Regions from separate parts of the Mus musculus genome. Here region 1 is linked to region 2. Evidence: chromatin contacts called from public promoter capture Hi-C data. All regions are on one chromosome and are shown on one strand. The core of a region is the stretch at or near the end of the contact, and the rest is flanking DNA. Distances in the headings are between cores, read along the strand shown. Region 1 holds the start of Exd2 (exonuclease 3'-5' domain containing 2). Region 2 holds the start of Churc1 (churchill domain containing 1).

Evidence for each region. Promoter capture Hi-C pulls out the DNA fragments that hold promoters and counts their contacts.
Region 1: a promoter capture Hi-C map of cranial neural crest shows a contact between it and region 2. The contact joins the promoter of Exd2 here to the promoter of Churc1 in region 2.

Annotation. Positions count from the first base shown.
Region 1 is chr12:80,461,157-80,468,323 of GRCm38.p6, reverse strand. Exd2 (exonuclease 3'-5' domain containing 2) reads right to left here and starts at 5,229. Exons shown (of 9, transcript NM_133798.3): 1 at 5,044-5,229.
Region 2 is chr12:76,760,102-76,767,690 of GRCm38.p6, reverse strand. Churc1 (churchill domain containing 1) reads right to left here and starts at 2,153. Exons shown (of 4, transcript NM_206534.2): 1 at 2,053-2,153. The coding sequence starts at 2,091.

The DNA.
Region 1 (7,167 bases), core at 3,980-6,479, 3.7 Mb before region 2:
TTCACTTTTTTATTAGTTCTTAGAGAAGTTCATATAATGTACTTTGATTCTACTCACCCCCTTTCATCTCCTCTCAGATCCAACCCTTCAATAAACTCTTACATATATATGTATGTGTCTATATGTACATATATATGTGTGTGTGTGCATATATATGTGTGTGTATATATATATATATGTGTATGTATGTATGTATGTATGTGTGTGTAGATAGATAGATAGATAGATAGATAGGCTGGGCATGGTAGCACATTTCTATATTCCCAGCACTCAGGAAGCAGAGGTAGAGTTCTCTGTAAGTTGAAGGCCAGCCTGGTCTGCATAGTGAGTTCCAAGGCAGCCAGGGAGACATAGAGAAGATCCTGTCTCAAAAGCAACCAAGAGAAACAACAATATGTGTGTAGCATCTGAGGCAGCCAGAGAGGGACTGGAGTTACAGATGACCATGTGGGTGCTAGGAATCCAGTGTGGATCCTCCAGAAAAGCACTGAGTTCTCTCTTGCCTCCCAACTGATTTTTGTGAGCCAGGATCCCACTATGTAGCCCCAGCTGCCCTGGAACTGAGAGACCCACATGCTTCTGCCTCCCCACTGCAGGATTAAAGGTATGTGCTGCCATGTCCAGCAATAAATGTGATTTTTTTTTATTTTAAAAAATTTTTAAATAGGAGCATTTATTCCCAGAACTCTAGAGGCAAAAGCAGGTAGACTTCTGTGAGTTTGAGGCCAGCCTTGTCTACAAAGTGAGTTCCAAGACAGCCTGAGCTGTTGCACAAAAGACCCTACTCAAAAAACAAACAACAGGGCTGGAGAGATGGCTCAGTGGTTAAGAGCACTGAATGCTCTTCCAGAGGTCCTGAGTTCAATTCGCAGCAACCACATGGTGGCTCACAACCACCTCTAATGGAATCCGATGCACTCTTCTGGTGTGTGACTGAAGGCAGCTACAATGTACTCATATAAATGAAAATAAATTAATAAAAACAACAACAAAAGAATTTAAAACAGGGCTGGAAAAATGGTTCAGCACTTAAGAAACTTGCCGCTTGGGCTGGAGAGATGGCTTAAGAGCACTGGCAGCTGCTTCATTTTCCAGTACCCACATGGCAGTTTACAACCACCTATAACTCCAATTCCAAGGGATCCAATACCCTCTTCTGGCTTTCCAGATATATATATGCAGACAATACACATATACAGAAATAAAAAAGACAAAATTTAAATAAAAGAGAGAGACTTCTGCTCTTTCAAAGGATCCAACTTCGGTTTCTATCATCTACACTGGGCACCTTACAACAGCCTGTAACTCCAGTTTCCGGAGATACTGTGCTCTCTCTGTCATGAGCTTGGGTGCTTGGGCATGCTCCCTCATGATCTCTCCTCCCTCTCCCCCCTCCCCCCACACCAAGGTGTACATATAAAAGAATAAAGGTTTTTTTCTTTTTTCTTTTTTTTTTTTTTTTTTTTGGTTTTTTCGAGACAGGGTTTCTGTGTAGATCTTGGCTCTCCTGGAACTCACTCTGTAGACCAGGCTGGCCTCGAACTCAGAAATCCGCCTGTCTCTGCCTCCCAAGTGCTGGGATTAAAGGCGTGTGCCACCACTGCCCAGCTAAGAATAAAAATTTTTAAAAACCCAGCTGGACATGGTGGTTCAGGCCTTTTCCCAGGAGGCAGAGACTATCTGTAAATTCAAGGCCATCTAGGACTATACAGTGAGACCTTGTCTCAAAAAACAAATCCACAAACATTTCTTTCTTCTTTTTTTTTTTTAAGTAAAGATACAGATGAGAAGAGAGTATTCAAAGAGGATGTTTTGTTTAAATATTTTACATGACTTTTAAAGATCATATATATGGACTGCAATTTTAAAAAGTATTTTAGAGTATGCTTTGAAAACAAACTAGCCGGGCAGTGGTGGCACATGCCTATAATCTCAGCACTTGGGAGGCAGAGGCAGGCAGATTTTTGAGTTCAAGGCCAGCCTGGTCTACAGAGTGAGTTCCAGGACAGCCAGGGCTACACAGAGAAACCCTGTCTTGAAAAACCAAAAAAAAAAAAAAAAAAAAAAAAAAAGAAAGAAAGAAAGAAAGAAGGAAAAGGAAACAAACTAAACTTGACTAAATACTTTTTCTTTATAACTTTTTTACTATGCTTTTTAATTTAGATAATTATTAAAACTTTTTAGTTGCTATCTCTTTTATCATCACAATACACATAAATAGGTAGTATACATGTATGAAAATGTTATAATAAAATTCATTATTGTATATAATTATTTCAGTTAGCACTTGCATATAGTGAATATTCAATTATATGTAGATATTAGTTAAGTCAATGATAACCAAGCTACTGTCCATAGAACCACTAAGATTAGATATAGAGTTGGGGTATAAGGGGGATAGAAAGCTCTCGTTAGGAAAAGAAAACAGAATAGTTATAGATGGATGAGGTGGGGGCTAGAACAGGAGAATCAAGTGGGAAGAGGTAGGGAATATGGGGGAGACAATTAAAATTAGTATGGAAACCAAATACAATAGAAGCTTCCTACAATAAATAAATATATAAAGATGATCTAAATATAATAGCCAAATAATGGGGGAGACAGAGTCCCAGCCAGGTACCTTGTCACCAAATGAAGCTTCTGGTACTAGGACTGGGTTACACCTAATTGAATTGTTGGCCAAAGACGTCTCATCCCCAAACAACTGAGTCTGTTGCCAAGACTATGGGTTGCTCTCCAGAAACTAACTCCAAAGCCCCACTGCTGAACTCACTGAACATGGAGAAACAAGCTAGCGCCCACGTAGAGCCTTCACCCCTATGGTTTAGTGCCTTTGGTACAGGAAGGAAAGTACTCTACATGCCACCAAAAGAGAAACATCAAGCCAGCCACAAATCCTCTGATCTACAGTGGCGTCCTGCCTCCAAAATATGCTAGGGCAGTGGTGACAACAAAGCTCATGGAATAACTGACCAACATCTCATCTGACTTAAAGCTCCCTCTCTGAGATGGAACCTATACCCAACATTGCTTGTGGTGACCAACAGCAAGAAACTAGATAATCCAGGGACCTGGGTGAGAACAAATACCACTCTTCATAAAGGGGGAGGCAGTAAAATGACTCCTAATGACATACTGCTATACTCCTAGATCAGTTCAGCTTTTATCAAGAGTTTTCTCCTGTAGCAGAATGTGAATACTGAGACCCACAGCTGGACACTGTGCAGAGTGACTGTGATGGTTTGTATATTCTTGGGCCAGGGAATGGCACCATTTGGAGGTGTGGCCTTGTTGGAATAGATGGGTCACTGTGGGCGTGGGCTTAAGATCCTCACCCTAGTTGCCTGGAAGTCAGTCTTCCACTAGCAGCCTTTGGATGAAGACATAGAACTCTAAGCTCTGCCTGCACCATGCCTGCCTGGATACTGCCATGCTCCTACCTTGATGATAATGGACTTAACCTCTGAACCTGTAAGCCAGCCCCAATCAAATGTTGTTTTTATAAGACTTGCCTTGGTCATGGTGTCTGTTCACAGCAGTAAAACCCTAACTAAGACAGTGACAAACCTCGAACACTCAGCTCTAAATGTGGTGCCTCCCATCAAACCCTTCCCCTCAGGGCTTAGGGACCCCACACCCCAAAGAGGAGGTGGAAAGAGTGTAAGAGCCACAGGGGATGAAGGACACTAAAAAACAAGACCCTCTACATGAACTCAACAAAGCTCATAGGAACTCATGAGAGGCTGGGGCTTCATGCCCAGGGCCCACGCAGGAGTTCAACAGGTCCTCCACTAAGTTACAGCTTCCAGTTTAGTGTTTTTATGGGATCCCTGAGGATTCAAACAAGCAGGTCTCTGACTCGTATGTCTTCTCTTGGTGTCTTTGCTGTTTGTCTTGTCCAATTTTGATTTGATGGTTTTATTTAGCTTATATTTTATTTTGTTCGATTTTATTATAACCCCTTAGAAGCCTGTTTGTTTTCTAATTGAGACAGAAAGGGAGTGGATTCGGATGGGAAGGGAGGTGGGGAGGAACTGGAAGGGGTGGAGGAAGTGGATACCACAGTCGGAATATATTATGTGAAGAGAAAAAGATGTATTTTCAACAAAATAATTCAACAGCACCAGCTACTTTTCCAGAGGACGCAAATTCAGCTCCTAGCACACTCCCTCCCACCAGGCAGCTCACAGGCGGCTGCAACTCCGGCTCCAAATAACGCACACACATAAACAAAAATAAATCTTGACTTAATCCCAGCACTTGGCAGAGGCCAACAGATCCCTGAGTTCCAGGCCAGAAAGGGCTACATAGCGAGAGACCCTCCCCCTCCCCACTACTCCAGTTCTTTAAAAAAGAAAAAAAAAAAAAGAAAAAAAGAAAAAAAAGTTACTAAAAACAAAACAGTTCTGTGTTTCTAAGGAATGGTTACATAAGGGAATTTGCGTCCAATCGTGTACCAAAGCTTATAAATACTTGAGTTGTCTGAATTTTGGTGAACAGCTGTCCATTTTTAATAAATAAGATTTAAAGTTCTAGTTTGATCTGCCCCGCCAAAAAAAAAAAGCCAAAGCCAAAGGTGAAAAGCCAAAGCCAGAGGTGGTGCCCAGCAAATCGACGGGCGGCGAGCGATGTGGCCCCGCAGGTCCCGGGTGGGGCGGGTCCCCCGAAGCCCGGAGGAACCCCGGCGGGGGCTGCTTTTTAACTGACGAGGTCAGAAAGCCTTGAAGGGTTGGTGGATGCTCCTGACGAGGAGACGGGCGGATGGAAAGGGGCGGCCCGGGAAGGCTTGGGGACCAATGGCGGGACGAGTCCTCCCCGAACCTGAGGGCTCAACCGCCCACACCGAGAGTGAGGGGCCAAGAGGCCGCGCCTCAGGGCGGGGAGAGGGGCAGTGCCAACAACGCCTGGGCACCTCTGCAGCCCAACAGTCGCCCACGCGCAAAGTGGTCCCTTCAGCATCACCACCCTCTCGAGCCGCGCTGGAAACCCCTCTGCCTGCCACACAACCCCAGAGAGGACTTTGCCAACCCGAGCTTCCCTTACCTGCGGCCTCCAGCCTCGACCGAACACCTGCGGCACCCCACGCTGACAAGCTGGAACCCCCGCGGCGGTCTGGGCGCACCCACCCGGATGCATAAAAGCCGTAGCCACTTCCGGCCCAGTGGCTGGCCAGGAGGATACAACCCCCGTGGTGTGTGCCTATGGGCCGCGCCATTTTGTACGGAAGCCGCTAGGGCAGCATTTCCTCCCCAGGTTCTCGGTTAAAGGATGGGGAAGGAGGGTTATAATTGCGAAGACTTAATGTCTTCAGAAAAGTGGTGTTTTCTGAGATGCCGCTTCGTCTTTTGGTTTTGGCTTTGAAGGAAGAAGCCTATTGAACTTTCGCTCACAAATGCAACACAGGACATTTTTTCTCTTTTACCCAGGGTAGCGTTTCTCCACTACATTAATTTTCTTATTTTTTTTCCATTTTTTTATTAGGTATTTAGCTCATTTACATTTCCAATGCTATACCAAAAGTCCCCCATACCCACCCACCCCCATTAATTTTCTTATATTCGAGCGGGAAAATAAGGAAACTGTTTACAGAATGTGCTCTTCATTCGCGTTATATATTATAGCCATTAATCTCTCTCTCTCTCTCTCTCTCTCTCTCTCTCTCTCTCTCTCTCTCTCTCTCTCTCTCTCTCTCTCTCTCTCCCTCTCTCTCTCTCTCTCTCTCTCTCTCTCTCTCTCTCTCTCTCTCTCCCCTCTCCCCATCTCCCTCTCTCTCCCTCCCTCTCCCTCTCTCCCTCTCCCCTCTCGTACATGTCTGAAGATGCCAGAAGAGGGCGTTGAGCCCCTGGAAAAGATTTATAGAGCCGGCGTGGATTTCTGAGTTCGAGGCCAGCCTGGTCTACAGAGTGAGTTCCAGAACAGCCAGAGCTACACAGAGAAACCCTGTCTCAAAAAACCAAAAAAAAAAAAAAGAAAGAAAGAAAAGAAAAGGAAAAAAAATTATAGAAAGTGTTGAGCTATTGTGTGGGGGCTGTTAATTGAACCTGGGTCCTCCAGAAGAGCAACCAGTGCTCTTTACTGTTGTCATCTCTCCTGGTCCCTATATCCTCATAACAACCACAATATTGTCTATATATGAAACCATTCATTCAGGATTGATTTTTTTTTTAAGGGGGTTAAAGCAGGGTGTTGTGTAGCACAATCTGGCTCTCAACTCTCAAAATGTGAGCAAAGGTGACCTTAGATTCCTGATCTTCCAGCTTCCATCTCCCAAGTGTTAGGATTACAGGCAGGCTTGGGCCACCACACCCCGTTTATGCAGTGGTGGGGATCTAGACCTCAGGCTACAATGATAAATTTGAGGTAAGCCTGGGTTACACGAAACGCTATCTCAAAAAGGAAGGAGTTTTGTTTTGTTTATAAATTTTCATCTTTTTCTGTCCACTCAAGAAGCTTAGAGGCTGGTTGGAAACATCCACAGTAGCACTTGAGCACACACACATACAATGTGAGAAGTGAGAGGACATCTTTTGAAGATACAGAAATTTGAGGGAAATGCCCATAATAATTTTAGAACTCTATAAAATCCTCTCAGACATGGTGCTATTCTCACACATCACACAAAGGGATAAGTCACTGAACAACCCACAGGTTAAATATGAATTCTCTTTGTTTTGGAGGAAATCACTAAGGGATTGAGGTGAAGATGACAAGGAGACAAGAAACTCTAAGACTTTATACAAAGTAAGTGGTACATGCCTATAATCCCAACACTTTATATAAAGTAAATGGCACATGCCTATAACCCCAGAACTTGGGAGGGGGAAGCCTGAAGATCAGAAGTTCAAGGCCATTGGCCATACAAGTAGTGAGTTTGGGACTAGCTTGGCTGACATTAGAGACTTGGTTTTAAAGAAAAAAAGAGAAGGAGGGAGGGAAGAAAGGAGGGAATACAGAAAATCAGAGAAGAGTCAGCAAAGAATTTAAAGTTCTTGGAAGGAGAATACAACTATAGAAGAGAGTTGTTAAGGAAGAGAGAAAAGTTTAAGGTGTTTGATCTTCCAGAGACAAAGGTCAGTAAAGTCTGTCATTCTGTCCTGCTTTTGTTCTAGTAGATTCTTTGGAGGAGTTGAAATAGATAAAGAACTCCAAATCCAGCTTTGCAAGAAG
Region 2 (7,589 bases), core at 904-3,403:
TGTAATTTAGTCTGCTTCATTTAAAGCTGCACTTCATGTGTTCTTTCGCCAATACTGTCAGACTAAAGTCAGGCTGCTGTATCTGATTCTAGTGCTCCCATTGCTGTAATTCTGGGTTCTTTAACGTCTGCACTACTGACACTGGGGCATACAGACCTTCGGTTAGATGGCTGTCCTGTGCACTGCAGTATAATACTCGGTCTCTACCCACTAGATGCCAAGGAGCGCCTTCACTGTGACAATCAAGTGTCTCTAGATATTGCCAAACCGCTTCCACTTGAGAGCTGATACTCTAAATCTAATTCACACTCACAACCCTACTCTTTATATGAGTACACTGAAGCTGTCTTCAGACACACCAGAAGAGGGCATCAGATTCCATTACAGATGGTTGTGAGCCACCATGTGGTTGCTGGGAATTGAACTCAGGACTTTCAGAAGAGCAGTCAGTGCTCTTAACCGCTGAACCATCTCTCCAGCCCACAACCCTACTCTTAAGACATTTCCTTTTACGAACACGAGTTTTGCTCTGGCCTACGACAAATAATGATCTTACAAGCATTCTTATACACGTTGCCAGGAGATGAGAGCACGTGCATTTTTCCGGGATAAGCACTTCTGTGTCATTCCAGGGGACATTTAAATTTGATAATGAATGGTAATGACTTTATAAACCAAAGTGGTTGTACCATAATGAAAATTCCTCTAACATAACAATCTCAAAAGACTTACATATAACTCAAAAAAGAAGTTTTCTTTTTGTGGGGTTTTTGTTGTTTTTTCAAGACAGGGTTTCTCAGTGTAGCTCTAGCTGTCCTCAAACTAGCTCTATAGACCAGGCTGGCCTTGAACTTGGAGATCTGCTTGCCTCTGTCTCCCCAGTGCTGGGATTAGAGGTGTGTGCCCATCACTCACAAACTATTAAGAGAAAGAACTATGAGGATGTTTTCCCTCCCAGCCAACTCAAGGGTCCTTCATCTTGCTATTGTCCTGCAGATCCTTCCTCCTCTAAATCATCGTCCAAACCCACCTTATGTGGAAGGAGAACACCGCAGCCCCATTCCTGCTCAATCTTCCTTTTCACTACGTTTAAACAGCAGCCTGTCAATCCTATGCCCCCAAATTGCAAGCCCAGAAGCAGCCCCAGAGCCTTGGCAGTCACTCCTTCACAGAGCAGCCAAGCACTCTCTACACACATCAACGTGCAGTAGTGATTCCCTGAAAGAACAGTAAGAGCCAAGCCTCAAAACCTCCTAAGCCCGAGAGGCGCAAAGGCTTAAAATAAGAGCAGGGGGTATAGTTCTGTTGGCAGAGTGCTTGCCTGGTAGGGACACATGCTGGGGTCAGGCCTCAGTGCTAAGAAGGGAAGGGGAAAGGGAAGGCGCAAGGAAAAGAGAACGGGACGAGGCGGAGAGGGAGATCACAATCTAGTCTCGGCTCTCATACTTGGGCAGGTGATAGGTCCTCTCTGGGGACCAGTTCTGCCATCTTCAAACGTGGGTTAGAACCAGAGGCTGGAAGTGTAGCTCAGTCGGTGGCAAGCTTGCCTCCGCACCAAGCTCTCACTTCCATCCCTAACATTTTCTAAATTGAGCCCAGTGGCGCGCGCTTGTAATGCCAGCGTTCAAGAGGTATGTGGAAGGAGGATCAAAGTCAAACAAAATCCTCCTCGGGTACATAGAGAGTTCGAAACCAGCCTGGGCTACACAAAACCTGTCTCAAAAAAGGTGGATTTTAAAATGACCTCATACGTTCATTCAGCGACAGAATGAGGTAAAAAGAATTCCATCAAGTCGAGCTGGAGGATGAAGCCGGGATCGCGTCAGGGCCTCAGAGGCTGCTGTCAATTTGGGTGGGTAGGTAATTTTGAGGGTTCCCCGTTGTCCCCAGCAACAGAACCGGAAGGACCGCTGACGTCAGCCACCAGAGGGAACCTGCGGCCGGTACTCAGGGTCACTGGGGTGACAGGACTGCAGAGTGGGCCCCTGGCCTGTCTAGGAATATCGGTCGAACACCGAGCCTGCGAGAGGCTCTTCGCGCCCACTTGCTCACCCGATTGGGGTACTCCTTCTCCACACAGTCCCCACACATCGTCACGCAGTTTTCGGAGAACGACCCCAGCGACACCCGGAAGGCGAAACCTCGCGAGAGTTGAGATATCGATTTTGTCGCACACGATCTAAGGACTCCACAGCTGGCTAAAAGTCTCCGCCCATAGCAACGGTTGTTAGGCGGTCTCCGGGTAAGGAGGGTGCACCGAGGACTGGACTCAAAAATCTTCAGGTATTGAAAAGATCTGAGGACTCAAAGAAGTGTCGAAAAGAGGAAGAGGCTTTGAGCCTGAAAGAACTTCTAATAGGCGCCTTCTTGAATTCTGATTAAAAAAGAATTACAGAAGTACAGCAAAAAGGGGAATTGTTTCTTCTTGCCTCCATTTTTACCAGACTCAAAAAACCTGAAATGACAGTTTAAATACCATTTTGTGCTATAATAACAGATAAGAGATCAGACTTCAGAGAAGGAGTAAGCTGGTGTTTGGGAAGAGAAGCTTAGAGCGCTGTCGAGAACCTACTAAATTATTTAAATTAGATTCTTATCATACGCCTTGTACAAAAATCAATTCAAAAATGGATCAAAACCCATTATCTAAAACAGGAAACACTGAAACTTCCAGAAGAAAACATAGGGGATAGTTGTCAAGATATTGGGTTGGAGGGGCTGGAGAGATGGCTTAGCCATTAGGAACACTGAATGCTCTTCCAGAGGACCCAATTTCACTTCCCAGAACTCACATGGCAGCTCACAACTGTCTGTAACTCCAAGATCTGACACCCTAACACAAACACACATGCAGGCAATGTGCATAAAATAAAAGTAAATTTTTTAAAAAAGACACTGCTTTGGACAAGAACTTTTTAATTAGCACAGGAACACTAACACTAACAGAAACTAACCCTTAGTATCAACGGACTACACGAAAAGTTTCTATTCAGCAAAGGACACAATTAGCAGAAAAAAACAGTCCTCAGCATGGGAAACATCTTTACCAGCCATATTTCAAACAAGAGGCAAATATCCAGAATTTATAAGAATTGCAGAAACTAAATACCAAGGAAACAAAACTGCCAGTCAATAAATGGGCAAATGAATTGAATAGACACTTTTCAAAATTAAAAAAAAAAACAAAACATGGCCAATAAGTGTTCATTGTCCTCAAACATCAGGGAAGTGCAAATTAAAATTATTTTTTAGATACCCTCTCACCCCTGTCGGAATGGCTCTCATCAATAAATCTGATGACAAATGCTGGGAAGGATGTGGAGAGAAAGGAACTGTTAGTCACTGTTGGTGGGAGTGCAAATTAAAATACAGACATTGTAGAATCAGTTTGGTGACTACTCAAAAAGTTAAAACTAGAATCACCATATGAACCTGTTATTCTATTCCTGGGCATTTACCCAGAACACATAGGAATATTTACACCCCTGTGTTTATTCCTGATTTATTTACTCTACCAAGAATTAAGATCAACCTAGTTGTCTGTCAACAGATAAAAGTAAAATGAAAAATCTCTCTATATAAAAAATGGAGCTGGGCAGTGGTGCACATGACATTAGTACCAACACTCGGGAGGCAGAGGCTGGCCAAACTCTGTGCAGTTTAGGCCAACCTGGTCTATAGATAGAGTTCCAGGACAACCAGGGCTACACAGGAAAAAAAATACTATTCAGTTCTAAAGAAAAAAAATGAAATCACAAAATTTGTAGGAAAATGAGTGGACTTATAATATTAAGTAAGGTAATACACCCTCAGGAAGGAAAAAAAAGCTGTTCTCCATGATACCCAGAATGTAGTTGTTAGCATTCTAAGCTCCACCCCATAGTTACCTGGCAACAGCCAGGTGTGCCTGACTCACTATAAAAGGGGCTGCTTGCCCACCTCTTCACTCTCTTGCTCCTGTCTTCCTGCCCCTGCTCTGTCTTCTCGACCATTCTTCCCCTCTCTCTCCACATGCTCATGGCTGGTCTCTACCCCTCTACTTCTCTACTCTTTCTTTCTCTGCCTTTCTCTGCCTCTACTACCCTCTTGACTCCCCTCCCCATGCCCTGAATAAACTCTATTCTATACTATATGGTCCTGTGGCTGGTCCCTCAGGGGGAAGGGATGCCTCAGCCTGGGCCCACAGAGACACCCCTTTCTATGCCTCCATAGAACATACCCCACCTCTCTTTATCATTTTATAAACACATCAGTAGTCACTAGTATGTGTGTGTGGAAATAAATGTGTATGTGGGAATAGGATCATATAGAGAAAAGAGAAGAAGAAAGTGTAGCAGTTAATTAAGCCACTTTGCCTCCTGATAGGTCTCTCACTGCACCTGCCCAAGAGCTCTGGATTAGCCAATGAAAGACACACACACACACACACACACACACACACACACACACACGCATGTCAGCTAATTTTGATATGCTTTGACTAGCTCAGTGACTGAGCACTTCTAAACCTCCCCGTGGCTAGCACACACTCCCCTCCAGTATTCCTAGCTTAACACACAAATGTAAAATGCAAACTTCTGGGCACCTCCTCCACCCCCACAGGGCTGCTTTCCCTTTCCCCCTGTACAGCTGGATCACTTTTCTCCTGCAGCTCTTAACTCTGATCCCTCTCCTCAGTCTCTCCCCTGGTCCCTTGCCCAAGCAATCTAAAAGTCCCGCCCTGTCTCCCTGCCCAGACATTGACTGTACAGCAAATCTTTATTACCAATCGAAGTCAGCTAGGGGCAGGGACCCTCAGCTCTGGAAGCATGGCTTTTGGGAGCCAAAATAAGACAAAGCATTAGAACCAATTCCCAACATCTCACTCTTTCCGTCCAAATTTTAAAAGGGTTCTTCTTTCAGACATAAGTTGAGCATAATCATAAAAATTATGAAAATTACAAAGTATGATATGCAATTAATATCAAGTCCATCATATTTGTCAATTAGATAAGGTACTCTACTATTTACCCTGACCGAAAGAGTTTACAGTTCTATACCTGAGTTTTGTTCTGACTTTAACTTGTATTATTATCTGAATATCATCCTTCCTAGGTCATCTTCCTCAAGGCTCAACAACTTAAGTATTATTATGATCCCTCTAATAATTAAGTTATAATAATAACAACTTAATTAGTATTATGATTATAACTAGTCTTCAACTGTATCAGAAATCCAAGAATAAATTAAATATTACCTGAATATATAGGAAGCACAAAAACATAGCTTACAAAACTTAAAACAAGTTGTAGAGACAGCCGACGACTTGAACAGTCCCATTACTCAAAATGTTGGAGCATCTGTCTTCAGCCTTCTGGCCCAGAACCATCTGACAGATCTTAAGAGAAGCAGGACCTATGAAGGACTTGTTTACTTTGACTTGGCAGAGCTAAACTGCCACTTATGCTGCACTGTGTGTCCTTTCTTGGGCTTTTTTTTTTCTTTTTCTTTTTTCTTTCTTTTCTTTTCTTTTTTTTTTTTTTTTCTGTCTATAGATGAATAGGGTAATTTTTGTCCAGTGGCTATTTTACCATAATTGGAGCAACTCCACATGGAGATTTTGATGCTCAATTTCTTCTTTGAACCAAGAAGGGAATACTGTTGGGAGCAGACATGTCTCTAGTTGTAGTGGCTATTCCTGGTTGTCAACTTGACAATATTTGGAATGAACTACAATCCGGAATTGGAAGGCTCACCAGTGACCCTTATCTGGAGGCTTGGAGATCCTTATCTGGATCTTGGTTTGAAGATCTTGAGCCATAGTGGCTATGGATTCCAGAAGATTGAATCTCCGAGTTTAAGGAACACACCCTTAATCTGGGCTACGCCTTTCATCTGGGATTAAAGGTGTGGTGGAACACACCTTTAATCTGGGCTCCACCTTCTGCTGGAGACAATATAAGGACATTGGAAGAAGGGAGTCTAGCTCTTGCTATTGCTCCTTCGCCTGCTTGCTGCGTGAGACTGAGTAACTGCTAGATCCTTGGACTTCCATTCACAGCTGCGACTGAACAATTGTTGGGAATTGGGCTGCCGACTGTAAGTCATCAATAAATTCCTTTACTATTTAGAGACTATCCATAAGTTCTGTGACTCTAGAGAACCCTGACTAATACAGAAGTTGGTACCAGGAGTGGTTCTAGAGTAACAGAAGTACAAGGATGAATCTTTTAAAATTCTGGAATTGGCTTGTTGATCCACCAGCACTTTCAACTATTGAAACCTCTCCAGATTCTCTCCCTCCTGAGAGCTCAGAGAATTTTGAAGACCCATGGTTGAAACTATATTCCGAACTTAAAGAAGCTAATGCCCTTGATTTTCTTAATGAATTAGGTGATTCAGTGCACAAAGCTTTCTACAAGATGGGGAAAAAATCGAAAAATGATTTTACTGGCTGGCTGCTCTTAGTATCTGTGGAAAAAATGATGAATGAAAGGAAGGAGTTGTGTGATAAAATCGAAAGGCTCCAGACACAAGTAAACGATCTAAAAGTTGCTAAGTGTGTCCTTGAGGAGAATCTTCTCTCTTGTAGCAATAGAGCTCAAGTTGCAGAAAATCAAACAGAAACTCTCATTGTAAGGTTGGCTGAACTACAGCGAAAATTCAAGTCTCAGCCTCAGAGTGTGTCGACAGTTAAAGTAAGGGCTCTAATTGGCAAAGAATGGGATCCTACAACATGGGACGGGGATGTGTGGGAAGACCATGTTGAAGCTGAGAATTTTGAATCTTCAGATTCTCAAGGGTTTGCCCCACCTGAGGAAGTAGTACCCTCAGCCCCACCCCTTGAAATAATGCCTTCCCCACATGAGGAAATTAATTTTGCAGAGTCTGCTCACGGCCCACCAATAGTTTCTTCTAGACCTGTAACCAGACTCAAAGCAAAACAGGCTCCTAGAGGGGAGGTAGAAAGTGTAGTCCATGAGGAAATTCGCTACACTACTAAGGAGCTTAATGAGTTTGCTAATTCATTCAAGCAGAAACCTGGTGAATATGTGTGGGAATGGATTTTAAGGGTGTGGGATAAGGGTGGAAGGAACATAAGACTAGAGCAGGCTGAGTTTATTGACATGGGTCCTCTGAGTAGAGATTCTAGGTTTAATACGGAAGCTCGCATAGTTAAAAAAGGTGTCAAAAGTTTGTTTGAATGGTTGGCTGAGGTGTTTATCAAAAGATGGCCTACTGGAAATGACTTGGAGATGCCTGATATTCCATGGCTTAGTGTTGATGAAGGGATTTTAAGACTTAGGGAAATTGCAATGCTAGAGTGGATATATTGTGTAAAGCATAATTGTCCACAATGGGAAGGTCCAGAAGATATGCCTTTCACTAGCTCTATAAGACGCAAATTGGTGAGAGGGGCACCAGCACATTTGAAGGGTTTTGTTCTTTCCCTTTTCCTTGTGCCAGATCTTAGCATTGGAGATGCTTCTGCTCAATTAGATGAATTAAATTCACTGGGTTTAGTTGGATTCCGAGGTAACAAGGGCCAGGTGGCAGCATTGAATCGCCGGAGACAAGGTGATTCTAGTTATTATAATGGACAGCGTAGA